Regions from separate parts of the Sus scrofa genome. Here regions 2 and 3 are each linked to region 1. The links are chromatin contacts, called in public Hi-C maps. All regions are on one chromosome and are shown on one strand. The core of a region is the stretch at or near the end of the contact, and the rest is flanking DNA. Distances in the headings are between cores, read along the strand shown.

Region 1 (4,194 bases), core at 636-3,135:
TCCCCGGCTCAGGGGACACGATGGACACAGGCTTCTGGCCTGGGGGTGGGGTGGGGTAGGGTCAGAGGCGGGGGCAGGGCTGGAGCTGGCTGGTGTTCTACCTCCCTGGCCCCTTGCTCACCCCTAAAAGCTCAGTACCCCAGCTCCTAGTATACCCCCTGCCCCGGGCCCCGCCCCCCTGCCCACGCACTGAGCAGGTTCACCAGGCTGCTCTTGCCGGCATTAGGAGGTCCAGCAACCACTACGTGCGCCCCTGAGCGAAGCCTCTGTCCACGCCTGGCATCTCGAAGGTGTGTGCCCAATGCCACCTCTAGCTCCCGCACTTCGCTGTCAGCTGTAGATGGAAGAAAGCAGGAGGGAGAGTAAGGGGGTCTCTAAGGGCTGAGATGCCAGATGTCCCCACCTCCCACCCCCAGGCAGACCCACCTTGATCCAGGACGCCCTCCTCTAGGTTGTCATCCTCACCAAAATCAATATAGGCCTCCACATGGGCCAGAGCCTGAAAGAGGTGAGTTTGGGTAGTGTGATCACCCAGGAACCCACCCCCCAGTGTGCCCAGGTCTGGCCCGGCCCAAGGTGCCCGACTGGGCTCACAGGAAGCTCTCATGCAGGTTAGACAGGCAAGTGATGAGCAAATGGTGTACTTGCCCTAGTGAGGGTCTCTGCCCAGCCTTGGCAGAGGTGGCCCAGCTCCCCGTCCAGCTGCCTCAAGGCCTGCCGCCGCTGCGCCTCAGTTTCTGCATGGATCAGATCTGCCAGCCCCTCTACCTCAGTCAGGCTCAGCTTCCCATGGGCGAATGCCCTCCTGGTGAACTCGCCTGCCTCTGCTGGCCGCAGCCCTGGCACACTGCCTGCAGGAAGGTTCAGGGTCCTAAGCCCCTTTTGGTTCCTATCCAGGCCCACTGGTATATAGCCACACCTTAAACCCAAGGCTGCAGACTCACCCAGGGCCTGCAGGACACCACTCACCACAGCTGGGCCTCCATGCACATGGAACTCCGCGCAATCCTCACCGGTGAAACTCTGGGGACCTAGTATGGTGAGGAGATAGGTGTCAGGAGGATACCACCTGGGTAAAAGTCCGGAAGGAGGAAGTTGGGTCATAGAAGCTATATGAGGTTGCAGATCTGAAGTCCCTCACCTGGAAACCAAAGCACCAGCGCGCGGTCCAAAGGCTCCCCAGAGCAGGGGTCGCTGAGGAGGCGCAGGCAGGCTTTGCGGGCCGGGGGTAAGTCCCGGGGCGCCGTAAGGCTCCGGAGGGCGTGCCCGCTGGCTGGGCCGCTGGTTCTAATGACAGCGATGCCGCAGCGGCCTTGGCCAGAGCTCAGTGCGAAGATAGTGGACCCGGGACCCAGGGCCGGGGCGCCACTGCTCTGGCGCGGGCACGGCCTGGAACTGGAAGAGGAGGAGAGTCAGTGTTCTGAGAAACTCTGCCGCCAGAGTGGCAGGTGGATCGAAGGCTAGATGGTCAGGAGATGCCCCAAGTGTAAGTTCTGCGGCCGGGGGGATGAAAAGATTGGAAGGTTTGAGGCCGTAAGATGACTGAATAGAGATGTCTGAGAGAAGTTGATCCACATGTGGGCTCTGCGGCAGGGGGATGGACAGAGCCTTGGAAGAAGACCAAAAATACGGCTCTGCCAAAGGGAACTGGACCTCCAGATCCTAGGGAGAGGATCTGGGCCCCAAGCAGCGCCCTACGCCGTCACACCCCCTCCCCCAAGTGAGAAGCCCCACCTGAGAGGCCCACGTGCCGCCCGGGCTACCAGGGTCCATAGTACCCGCCACATGGATTCACAATCAGCGACCAGCCTTGGCAGCGCCCAGCCGGGGCTAGCCCCGCCCACCTCGCGGCGTGATCCGTAAAGGGCTCAACAATTCTCGGTTACCATTGGGCCCCGTAGAAGACGTACCGCCCACCCACTGAAGATCTTAGCTTCTATTGGCTGATTCCAGGAAAGGACAGGGTGCTAGCACTCCGGGTGCAGCTAAATGGTGTTCCCCCTGCAACATTAGACAGAATTTTTGGGATCCTAGAGCAGCAGGGATCTGAGATACCGGAAAAGAGGGTGGGGGTAAGAACAGGGCTTGGCTTAGGGCGGTGGGAATTATGGAGAAGAAAGGATTTGAGTCCCGTTTGGCCACTACATAGCCTTAGGCGAAGCAAGAGCATCTCAGTGACCGGGAGAGAATTCCGGGGAACCTATGCACTGACCCTGGGAAAATCTTGTCCATACTTCTGGGAAGATTTCTAGTTTTCTCGGAACTCTACAGTTCTCACCCCTCCCTAGATTTCCTCCCGCTGTCTCCATGGCCTCGTATACCCTTCTTCCTCTGACAAGCTCAGCCTCAGTGCCTAGCTCCAAGGTCCCCTTTGCCAGGAAGCTTCCCTAGAACCCCCAGCACAGTCCTCTCGCCCCTCTGGGCTACTCTGGCCCAGGTCTGCTGCTGCAGAGTTGAGTGTTCGGTTGGTCTATGGCTCCCCGAAAGCCAGAGGGGAGTCTCAGAGATTACTTTCAGGTTAACCCAGGACAGCGGCGGCTGATGGAATAAAGCGCAGATGGTGGAATTCCAGGCACCGGACGGGTGGGATCTCAGCAGGACGCTTTCGCACGACTAATTCTCTGGTTCTAGGACGGAGCGGGAGGGCGGCGCTCATATACTTTGGGAAGACGAACAGGATACAGGTCTAAAGACCCCATGCCTCGCTCTGCTCAATTTTTTCATTTGTAAAGAAGGGCAAACGATGACATTCGCCGTCTCCGAGTTCTGTCTGTCGAAAGTATACATCAAGTGCCTACTGTGTGAGAACAGAATTTGCCTGGGACTCTGCGCGCGCTGGCTTTTCAGTCTAATGGAGGAGGCCATTCAGGGTGGTCGGGAGGTCCAAGTGACAGGCAAAATACAGGGCACTCAGTTAAATGTGAATTTCAGATAAACAATGAGTAACGTTTTAGTGTAACTATATCCCATGCAATACTTGGGACATACTGAAAATTTATTCATTTATCCGAAATTCACATTTAACTAGGAGGACTGTAATATTATTATTGTTGTTGTTGCTTTTTAGGGCCGCACCCGCGGCATATGGAGATTCCTGGGCTAGGTGTCGAATCGGAGTTACAGCTGCCAGGCTATGCCACACCCACAGCAACGCCAGATCCAAGCCACCTCTGCGACCTACATCACAGCTCACCTCAGCGCCGGATCCTTAACCCACTGAGCGAGGCCAGGGATCGAACCTGCCACCTCATGATTCCTAGTCGGATTCGTTTCCCCGGCGCCACGTTGAGAACTCCAGAAGGACTGTATTTTTATTTGCTAAATTTGGTAACACAATCAGATCCTCTCTGAGGACGTTACATCTTTAAAGGTGTTGGAGTTAACTGGACAAAGGGTGTGAAGAGAGTCCTAGATAGCTGAACAGCATGTGCTAAGGCCCTAAGGCAGGCTCTGATATATTTATTCTCATCCCTGCTGCGGTGGTTGAAATTTCTGCTACCAGGAATTTCCCCCGACTAGGTCCGCCCCCTCCCACGTCCACCTCGGATTCCAAACAGATGTGGAAACTAAAGCTAGGAGGCGGAGGATCCAGGTCCACGGCGGGCGGGGACGAGACCCAGAATACCGTGCGGGCGGGGACCAGGAGGAGAATTCGCGTTCGGTGCGGGCGGGGACGAGCACCAGAGAGCGAGGTGGGCGGGCGAGAACGAAACTCAGAAAACAACACGGGCGGAGTCGAGAACCAGAGAACGACGGGCGCTGGGCCCAGGAGAATCGAGGTTCGGCGCGGACGGGGACGAGAAACAATCTCGGGCACGCGGGGACGGCGGCCGGCGCGGGCGGGCGCGGCCTTTGTCTCCACCTCCAGCGCACTCGGCTGCTGCACCGGCCCCATGAGCCCGCGGGCCCCCGGCGCCTGGGCCACCCGCAGCTCCTGACCCGCCCTGCCCTCGCCATGGCCGAATCCGCCTCCGGCGCCGGGGGCACGTCCCTGGAGGACGAACGTGGTAAGAGGCCTCCGCCGGAGGGCGAGCCTGCAGCCCCGGCGTCTGGAGTTCTGGGTATGTGTGCAGTGCCTGAATATGACAGGGTTGCAGGTGCCTGGGATGTTCACGGCGGCTGTACGGGGAGCGGGATTGGACTCAGCGGTCCCGGGCCTGGAGTCCAGTCGAGGGGCCCGTTCCTCCGGCACTG
Region 2 (4,194 bases), core at 949-3,448, 71 kb after region 1:
TCGCGCCGGAGGTGGGGGCGGGAGCTGAGGTCACGGTTGGGGGGCGGAGGCAGGTTCCCAGGCCGCCGGCAGCTGGGTCTTGCGGTTCCCACGGGTGCCCCCGTGGCAGATGGGCCCAGGCCTCTTTGTCCCCAGTCCTCGGCCGCTGCAAGGTCAAATATCACCGCGGGGCCACGGGCAGGGGTCAGGGGGGCGGGGCTGGACCTCACCCCCCCAGGAGGGCCCCAGGGAGTGTGGGGGCGGCAGAGCTATTGGGAGGGGGCGGTGCGGCCGCCGAGACGTTGAACCCACCCGAGGTTCTGGGATGTACCACAGACCTTCCCCCAGACTCCAACCTGGCCCCACACCGCCACTCACTAGCCCTCCCCCTTCCCCAGACTTGTGTCCTTCAAGTCCCAGTTCCCTGCCCCCTCCCTTCTCTAGCCCCCCTCTGACTCCTTTCTTTGAGCCTTCTCTTCCAAGTCTCCCTCTCTTATCTCTTCTTTGAGATCAACCCCCAGCCCCATCAAAGATCCTGGAAAGTCCAGACCAGGGGCCTAGGACTCCTGTCCTCACCCCAAATACCCAACCAGTGCCCCCAGATTCCCAGGCAGCTCCAGAACCAAAGGGTCCTCTCTAACCATCCTGGTCCCTCTCTCCTAGAGCACCTTACCCTGCAGAGAATTCCACTCTAGTCAGACCCATGGAAAGTCCTTGCTCATGTCTAATCCTAGTCCTTCTTGCTTTCTGTACTTGCTGAAACCTCCCCCACCACACACACCCAGCCAGACTCCCTAGGGAGGTCCAGAGGCCCAGGGCTTGGCCATTGTACTGCCTGGCATCTCCAGAACCTTGGTGTCCTGGTTAGTGCTGTATGATCTCCAAGTATCTCCTGCCCTGACCATGGAGTGTGTATCCCCAGATGTCATCTGGAGAGGGGAATGCCTTTTTCCAAAGACCCTTCCTGAAAGGAGAGGGATTAGGAGTCCATGGAGGCAGAGGGCACAGCTATCCTGCCAGCAGCCGTCAGAGGCCCAGCCACGTGTCCTGGTGTCCAGCTCAATCCAGGGCAGGGCGATAGATAAGGCTGGGTGCCTGGACCTGCAGGACTCCAAGGTGAAAGGTCACTGCAGGAAGGGCTTTTCCAGCCAGTTAAACGTTAACAGGCCCAGAAACAGAGGCTCAGGCTTCCTTGCCCAGGACGGCAAGGGGGCATACAAAGTGTGCTTAATAAATGCTGGCCACAACAGCCCAGGGTCTTCTTGGTGGGTGACGTGGAGGCAGAATGGCAGCTGGGAGGCTCTGGAGACCCTGGAAGAGACATCTGTAGTCCAGCCGGCTGCCTGGCCAGGCCCTTTCGGTGAAGCACAGAAAGAAAAGGAAATTAAAGGGGAAAAGGGGCAGGCCCCCCGGCAGGGGTGGTGGGCATTCCTGTTGCTTCCAGCCTCGCTGGGCTGGGCGGGTGGCGCCCTGCCCCCAGAGGCCTTAAATTCTGGTAAGGGGGCCCCTGACCTCATGCCCCCGCCGGCTGCAGACCACAACATCCCTTCCCCCCGGAGATTCCGAGCACCAGGTGTTAGCCCAAGCAGAGAAAGGGTGGGGTGGGGGTCGGACGCAGCGACTTTCTGGAAGAGGAAGCAAACACAATCCATCATGCAACTGTGCAAAGAAATGCCCGGGGTGTGTGTGTGTGTGTGTGTGTGTGTGTTGCGCAGGGGCGTGCCCCCCGCGTGCAACTGGCCCCCCATTATTGCTTATGCCGGGAAGGCAGGGGGGTGGTGCCGAGGGGCACCTCGAGGGCGGTAGAGCGACGCAACGTCCAAGGCCGGAGGTGGAGGGGAGGGCCTTAGAGAGACATCTTGTCGAGGCTGCGGAAGGGCAGAGGGCAGCAGTCGCCCAGGTTCCCGCCGCGGCCCGGCAGGGGTTAAGGCTGGAGCGGGGTGAGGGCGGGGGTGGGATGGGGTGGGAGGGGGAGGGGGAGGGTCAGGCCGAGCGGCCCCGCGCTCCGCCCTCACCCCTCCCGCCGGCCCGGGCGCCGGGCGCCGCGCACGGCCACCCATGTCCTTATAAGGGCGGTCGTCGCCGGGGCAACGAGCGCCCGCCCCCAGCCCGCGGCGCGCGCCCCTGCCCCCGCCCCCGCCCCCCGCCCGCCCCGCGAATGGAACGTTGTGTGTCAAACCGGCCGCAGCGCGAGGCCGGCGCGCGGGGTCGGCGGCGGCGGCGAGAGCCAGGCTCGGGCCCAGGCGCAGGCCCAGGCCGGGCGGGCGCGGCCGTAGCGGGGGCGGCAGCTCAGGAAGCGCCGGCCCGCGGCCCTGCAGGCCCGGAGCGGCCGCCCGGGGGCCCGACGGCCTCAGGGGGCGCGGTGACCGGCCCCGGCGCGTGCCCGCCGCCCCTCCCCCCCGCCGCGGGCGGCCGAGCAACTTGCGGCCAAACTTTCCCCCTGGCCTCCCGCGCTCGGATGGCAGCCCGCTAAGTTGGCCGCAGCCCTCGGCCGAGCGGCAACCGGGCCAGAGGGCGCCCCCTGCGCAGCCTGGGCCGGGCCATGGCCCGTGCTCCCCCGCCGGGGCCCCAGGGCGCCGGGGCGCGAGTCCCCGGGGCCCCCGGCCCGCACCTCTAGTTGCCCCCCCGGCCCCAGGCCCGGCCCCGCGCACGCGTGGGAAAGTTGGCCTGGAACCGGCCCGACCAGTTCCGCCCGGGCGCGCGGACCGGCCGCAGGAAGTTACTGCAAAACTTTTTTGGGGGGTGCAGTCGGGTGCCCCCCGCGCGCCGGGGCCGGATGCGCACCGGGTAGGGTCTCCCGGGCCGAAAGGGGTGCCCCGAAGGAGGAGCGCGGAGGGGGCGCCCCGGCCCCGCTGCCCTGGGGCTATGGCCATGGTGACCGGCGGCTGGGGCGGCCCCGGCGGCGGCGGCGGCGGCGGCGACACGAACGGCGTGGACAAGGCGGGCGGCTACCCGCGCGCGGCGGAGGAAGACTCGGCCTCACCCCCCGGGGCTGCCAGCGACGCTGAACCGGGCGACGAGGAGCGGCCGGGGCTGCAGGTGGACTGCGTGGTGTGCGGGGACAAGTCGAGCGGCAAGCACTACGGCGTCTTCACCTGCGAGGGCTGCAAGAGCTTCTTCAAGCGGAGCATCCGCCGCAACCTCAGCTACACCTGCCGGTGAGCCCCCTATCAGCGCACAGCCGCTGGGCACCCGGCCCGGCCTGGGCCGGGCCTCTGACCTGCTCGGTCACCTTGGGCCTGGCACTGACCTTCTCTGGGCCTCCACTCCCCCTCTGAGATAGGGGCACAGCTCCCTCTCCCCCTCTTCATTGCATTCCTGGGATTGTGTATACAGTCGGCGCTGTATCGTTGCAGGTCCCCCCATCAGGTGGTCCCTTGTGGCTTCCGCCCCAGTTACTTGCTCCTCCTCCCTCCCTTCTTTTTCTCCTGAGAAGGGCCAGCTCCGTGCGGGGAGGGTTGGGGTGCTGTCAGGAGTGGGCCCCCAACCGCAGGGCATCCCTTCCCTTGGGAATCTCGGTGCGCGGGGGACCCCGCGGGAATCGAACGTGGAACTTGGACTGTGGAGCTGGCAGCTTCGAGGGGCCATTGTCTGCATCCGCGCGGATCGATACGGCGCGCCCTTGGGGTCAAATATCACTTCCAAAGTCGCCCTGGCCACTGAGGTGGCGGCTGTAGTGAAACCGGGGTGGCACAGAGCAGCTTCCTTTGCATGGGGGCCCCTGCTCTGGGGTCGGACCTGCCCATCAGGGGGGAACACCCCCCCCTACCCCCCAGAGCTCACCCTGGGCCTTGGGTCACTGGAAGCTGCTGCTCTAGGTCAGGGAGGACGGCTGGATTTGACCACATTTTGGCTGCCCCACCCCCCAGCCAGAAATGGGTGCAGACCTGGGCTCCTGGAAAATCCCTGAAACTTTGGTGGGCTCTGAGACAGGGTGGGGGGTGAATGTTTCCTCCCCTGGGAAACCTAGGAACCCTGAGCTATCCTCAGTTGGAGCCCCCACTGACAGGGCGTGGCCTTGCTAGCTTCTCCGGTTGATAATGGGCACTAGGTCTGGGGGAGAAGCTGCTGGCATTGGGTGTCCAGCCCAGGACCCCCTTTCCTACCACTCTTTGGTCAGCCTTCTTTGGCTCCATTTTTAAACCTTTACTCTGTGTCCTCCAGGAACCTGCTTGGGCTCTGGTGCCAGTATTGAGAGTCCCATTTTCTAGATAG
Region 3 (4,194 bases), core at 1,115-3,614, 79 kb before region 1:
ACTAGTGTTGCTGGGTTCAATCACTGTTCTAGGCGCTTTAGACACACCAACTCATTTTTACTCCTCGTGGCCACCCCATAAGATTGGTACAACTGTCCCGATCTTAACGTGTGGAAACTGAGCCACAGAGAGTTGGCAGAAGGAACGGGAGAACCCATGGGAGTCCTTGAGGGCCAGAGGGGTAGATGTGGGAGTTGGGAGGTCAAGGAGGGAGTGCTGAGGGGCAGCCCTACCCGACTCGAAGGTATCCAGGCACTGTCTTGGTTTTCCCACTCAGCCGGACGTCAAATACAGCCGTGTCTGCGACCCCCAAGGGTACCAGCTTAACACACATGCGTTTCTTCTTGGATACAGAGCCTCTGGGAATGGGGGGCAGAGGAGTGACAAGAGGGAAGAAGCAGGGAAGGGGTCCATAGGGCTCCAGGATGACACTGGCCAGGGTGCTGCTATTTAAGACAGCCATCTGGTTAAACCATGAATGGCAAAGCCATAGGAGGGAACTCCATGCAGCTTTGAGGACCCATTGGGACAGGGTCGTCTTTAGTGACATAGAGAGGCACTTGTAGGGTAGCTGTGGGATAAGACAGAACTCACTTTCCCCCAGCCCTCTAATCCAGAGGTCAGCAAACTAGCCTAAGAGCCAAATCTGGCCCAAAGTCTGTTTCTGTATGGCTCACCAGCTACGCATGGCTTTTACTTCTTTTTTTTTTTTTTCTTTTTAGGGCTACACCTGCGGCATATGGAGGTTCCCAGGCTAGGGGTCCAATCGGAGCTATAGCCGCCAGCCTACGCCAGAGCCACAGCAATGCAGGATCTGAGCCGCGTCTGCAACTTACACCACAGCTCACGGCAATGCCGGATCCTTAACCCACTGAGCAAGGCCAGGGATTGAACCCGCAACCTCATGGCTCCTAGACGGATTCGTTAACCACTGCACCATGACGGGAACTCCACGGCTTTTACATTTTTAAAGGGATATATATGCAACAGACACCATCTAATTTAATATATCTACTTTCTGCCCTTTTACAGACAAAGTCTGCCAAGTCCTGCACCAACAGATATATATGCTGAGAGTCAAATATAAAAGACAATACATGGAAAAGGCACAGGAGGCAGGGAGAGCCTGATGGTTAGAAAACAGAGTGGTCAGCATTGTCAGGAAAGCACCAGGGCAACTGGAGCCTGTGTGTAAGAACCTGGAAATGTAAAACAGAACTGCGCAAGATTCAGCCTGGCTACAACCTAAGAAGAAGGTGTATTAGTAACATTAAATAAAACAGGTCGCAATGACCGAACACTTACTCTAGAACAGAGGCTTCCAATCGAACATTTTTACGCAGGGCGGGGCACATTTTCCCCGTACAGGATCAGAACTCTAAGTCCTCAGCCAACACTGTCATTACCAAGTGCTGTCGAGGGGGTGGCCAAGGCTCAAAACTCACGCGCCTATGGTCTCTCCATTCCCTCCCCGCTCTTTCCCGCAGAGACTCGAATGTGCCCTTCACCTCCAACCCCGCCCCACCCCACCCCCGCCTTCGACAGGACTCACTGGAGTCTACGGGGTCGCAGACAGGGGAGAATCCCGGCGGGAGAGGGCTCTTGTCCACCAGGATCTGGATATCGACCACCACGTTCTCCTGTGGATTCTGGGATGGGATGGGGTGGGGGGACGCGGTGGGGAACACAGCAAGAGTGACCGGCACGCCTCGGGCAGCACCCCGCGAATGGACAGGGGGAGTGGAAGGACCCCAGGGATTCCGAAGGTGGGCGCCCCTTACCTCTAGGCTGCCCAAAGGATTGAGACATAGGAAGTAGCCGGATTTCTGCGCGAAGGTCTTGCCGAAGCTGGCGGGAGCTCCCTCCACGGTGCAGGAGATCTATGGCACGGACGCGGGTCAGCGCCAGCCAGGCTCTTACCTGGCCGCAGCCACCTCTGCCCCCATTCAACCCCTCGCCCCTAGTGCCACCGCCTCTCCCTACACTTCCCCGGTTCCCCGACGTCGCTTACCGCACTGAATCCCCTTGGCGGAGGCGCCGAGGCCGACGACCAGGCCAGGCCAGCCAACGGGGCCGCGTCGGTCCCGGGCCCCGGATCCATCCTCCGAACCAAGATCCAAAGGCGATGGACCGCCTTGGACCTCCCAGCCGCGGCCGGACGGCGGAGTTTGGCCACGAAACTGAACTACAACTCCCAGATAGCCTTGCGAGGTCGGGAGTCCAGGAGGCGTCGTTTGCGCGTTCCGGGAAAGCTGTCGGCCAACTGCGTGCGTCCCCCAGGTGTGCCAGTGAGCGACGTTTGCGGAAAATTGTCTCCTTTTTTTTCCCCCTCACGCCCATCAACTTCCGCCGGAAATGTCTCGCTAGCAGCAAACCGGAACTACGTTCCCCAGAATCCTTTGCAGTGTCAACCTCTCTTCCAAAGTTGACGTCAGTATTCCCCAGAATTTGAGAGTGAGCTGTGAAAAACTCACAATTCCAGAAGTCACCCCAAAGAAGACTTTCATGAGTTATGCAACGGTTAGTTTAAATAAAAATACCGACCAACTTGAGCCTTGAAATCTTGGTGTAACTTGAGAACTTGTTCACATACACATTTTTTAAAATGAGACAAGAAAGTGCTCAGTATGGAGACAAACTTTTACACCCCTCAGAAGTAAAATATGGAAAATTAGGGAACAGAAGGTTTACTCCTGTGTAGTTTCCAGTTTTCTGCAATGTCATAGGTTAGCCCACTGCCTGTTTTTTGTACCACCTGTTAGCAAGGAATGGTGGGGGTTTTTTGTGTGTGTGGTGCTTTTAGGGCCGCACCCAAGGCATATGGAGGTTCCCAGGCTAGGGGTCAAACCTGAGCTGTAGCCGCTGGCCTACACCACAGCTACAGCCACGACATATCCAAGCCGGGTCTGTCGCCTATACCACAGCTCACGGCAATGGCGGTATCCTTAACCCACTGAGCGAGGCCAAGGATGGAACCTGCGTCCTCATGGATACTAGTCAGAGTATCTGCTGAGCCACAAGGGGAACCACTGAGTGAGGCCAGGGATCAAACCCACAACCTCATGGTTCCTAGTCGGATTCGTTAACCACTGAGCCACAACGAGAACTCCATTTTTTTTTTTTTTTTTCTTTTAGGGTTAGACTTTATTTTGTTACCAATATTCTGTTTTTATTTCTGGGGATTTTTTTTTTTTTAAGGATCTACCATTGCGGTGAGCTGTGGTGTAGGTCGCAGATGCGGCTCGGATCCCATGTTGCTGTGGCTCTGGCATAGGCCAGCAGCTACAGCTTCGATTCGACCCCCAGCCTGGGAACCTCCATATGCCGTGGGAGCAGCCCAAGAAATGGCAAAAAGACAAAAAAAAAAAAAAAAAAGAAGAAGAAGAAGATAAGAATACTTTTGCACCAAGTGCCCTGTGATCTGAAGCACTGATTTATTGAGTCCCTGAGGCTAGGAATCAATCAGGGCATTCCTTTGTGTCCGAATGTGCTTTAATAAAGATATTATAGGGGAGTTCCTGCTGTGGTGCAAAGAGATCAGGGGCATCTCTGGAGCCCTGTGCCCAGCGGGTTGAGGATCCAGCATTCCCCCAGTTGCGACTTAAGTTACAACTGTGGCTTGGATGTGATCCCTGGCCCCAGGAATGCCATATGCTGTGGGGTGGCCAAAAAAGAAAAGAAAAAGAAAAAAGATGCTACATGAGAGCTCCCTGGTGGTTCAGTGGGTTAAGGATCCAGTTTTGTCACTGCTGTGGCACAGGTTCAATCCCTGGCCCGAAAAGTTCCACATGCCATGGGAGCAGCCAAAAAAAAAAAGATGCTACATCCCCAGTCTGATCAGATATGAACATACAACTTTCCATTCCACTTGGATAATTAGTCATGTCCAAGGCCATCCTATTTTGGAGGACATCTTTTCACGTTACAGACGTTTCAGTATTCAGTAAGGGCAGACTTTGTCAGCTCTCATTTAAGTCTTGCTGGGTTAATTGAATAAGAGCTTCTATGTGTCCTATAATGTCCTCCAGGCCAATAGAGGGGACAAGACAGTGGCCGAATGATCATAGCAGTGGAAAACAGAACATGCCCATCCAGCCTTGAGGAGAGGGTGTTGGCAACTCTCCCCACACCCAGGGTGCATCAGCCCGACCATCAAAGTGGAAGCCATGGCCTGAGATTTTTGCCACATATCCA

Evidence for each region. A called contact is a pair of places that touch in the nucleus more often than the background predicts.
Region 2: a Hi-C map of liver shows a contact between it and region 1, with 6 times the contacts expected there. The contact joins the promoter of NR2F6 here to the promoter of GTPBP3 in region 1. A contact is called at or near these places in 1 of 47 Hi-C or Micro-C datasets (liver) and 1 of 2 datasets of contacts at active chromatin or transcription factors (alveolar macrophages).
Region 3: a contact with region 1 is called in a Hi-C map of liver, with 5 times the contacts expected there. The contact joins the promoter of MVB12A here to the promoter of GTPBP3 in region 1. A contact is called at or near these places in 14 of 47 Hi-C or Micro-C datasets (alveolar macrophages, blood, brain and 6 more) and 1 of 2 datasets of contacts at active chromatin or transcription factors (alveolar macrophages).

The regions. Positions count from the first base shown.
Region 1 is chr2:60,353,518-60,357,711 of Sscrofa11.1, forward strand. It overlaps GTPBP3 (tRNA modification GTPase GTPBP3, mitochondrial), which reads right to left and starts at 1,886. Exons shown (of 8, transcript XM_021083561.1): 1 at 1,735-1,886; 2 at 1,142-1,395; 3 at 649-1,031; 4 at 427-499; 5 at 191-334; 6 at 1-39. The coding sequence starts at 1,787. It overlaps ANO8 (anoctamin-8), which reads left to right and starts at 3,677. Exons shown (of 19, transcript XM_021083565.1): 1 at 3,677-4,007. The coding sequence starts at 3,956.
Region 2 is chr2:60,423,918-60,428,111 of Sscrofa11.1, forward strand. It overlaps NR2F6 (nuclear receptor subfamily 2 group F member 6), which reads left to right and starts at 2,199. Exons shown (of 4, transcript XM_021083574.1): 1 at 2,199-3,137. The coding sequence starts at 2,845.
Region 3 is chr2:60,273,608-60,277,801 of Sscrofa11.1, forward strand. MVB12A (multivesicular body subunit 12A) reads right to left here and starts at 2,365. Exons shown (of 10, transcript XM_021083558.1): 1 at 2,012-2,365; 2 at 1,782-1,880; 3 at 1,553-1,649; 4 at 234-359. The coding sequence starts at 1,809.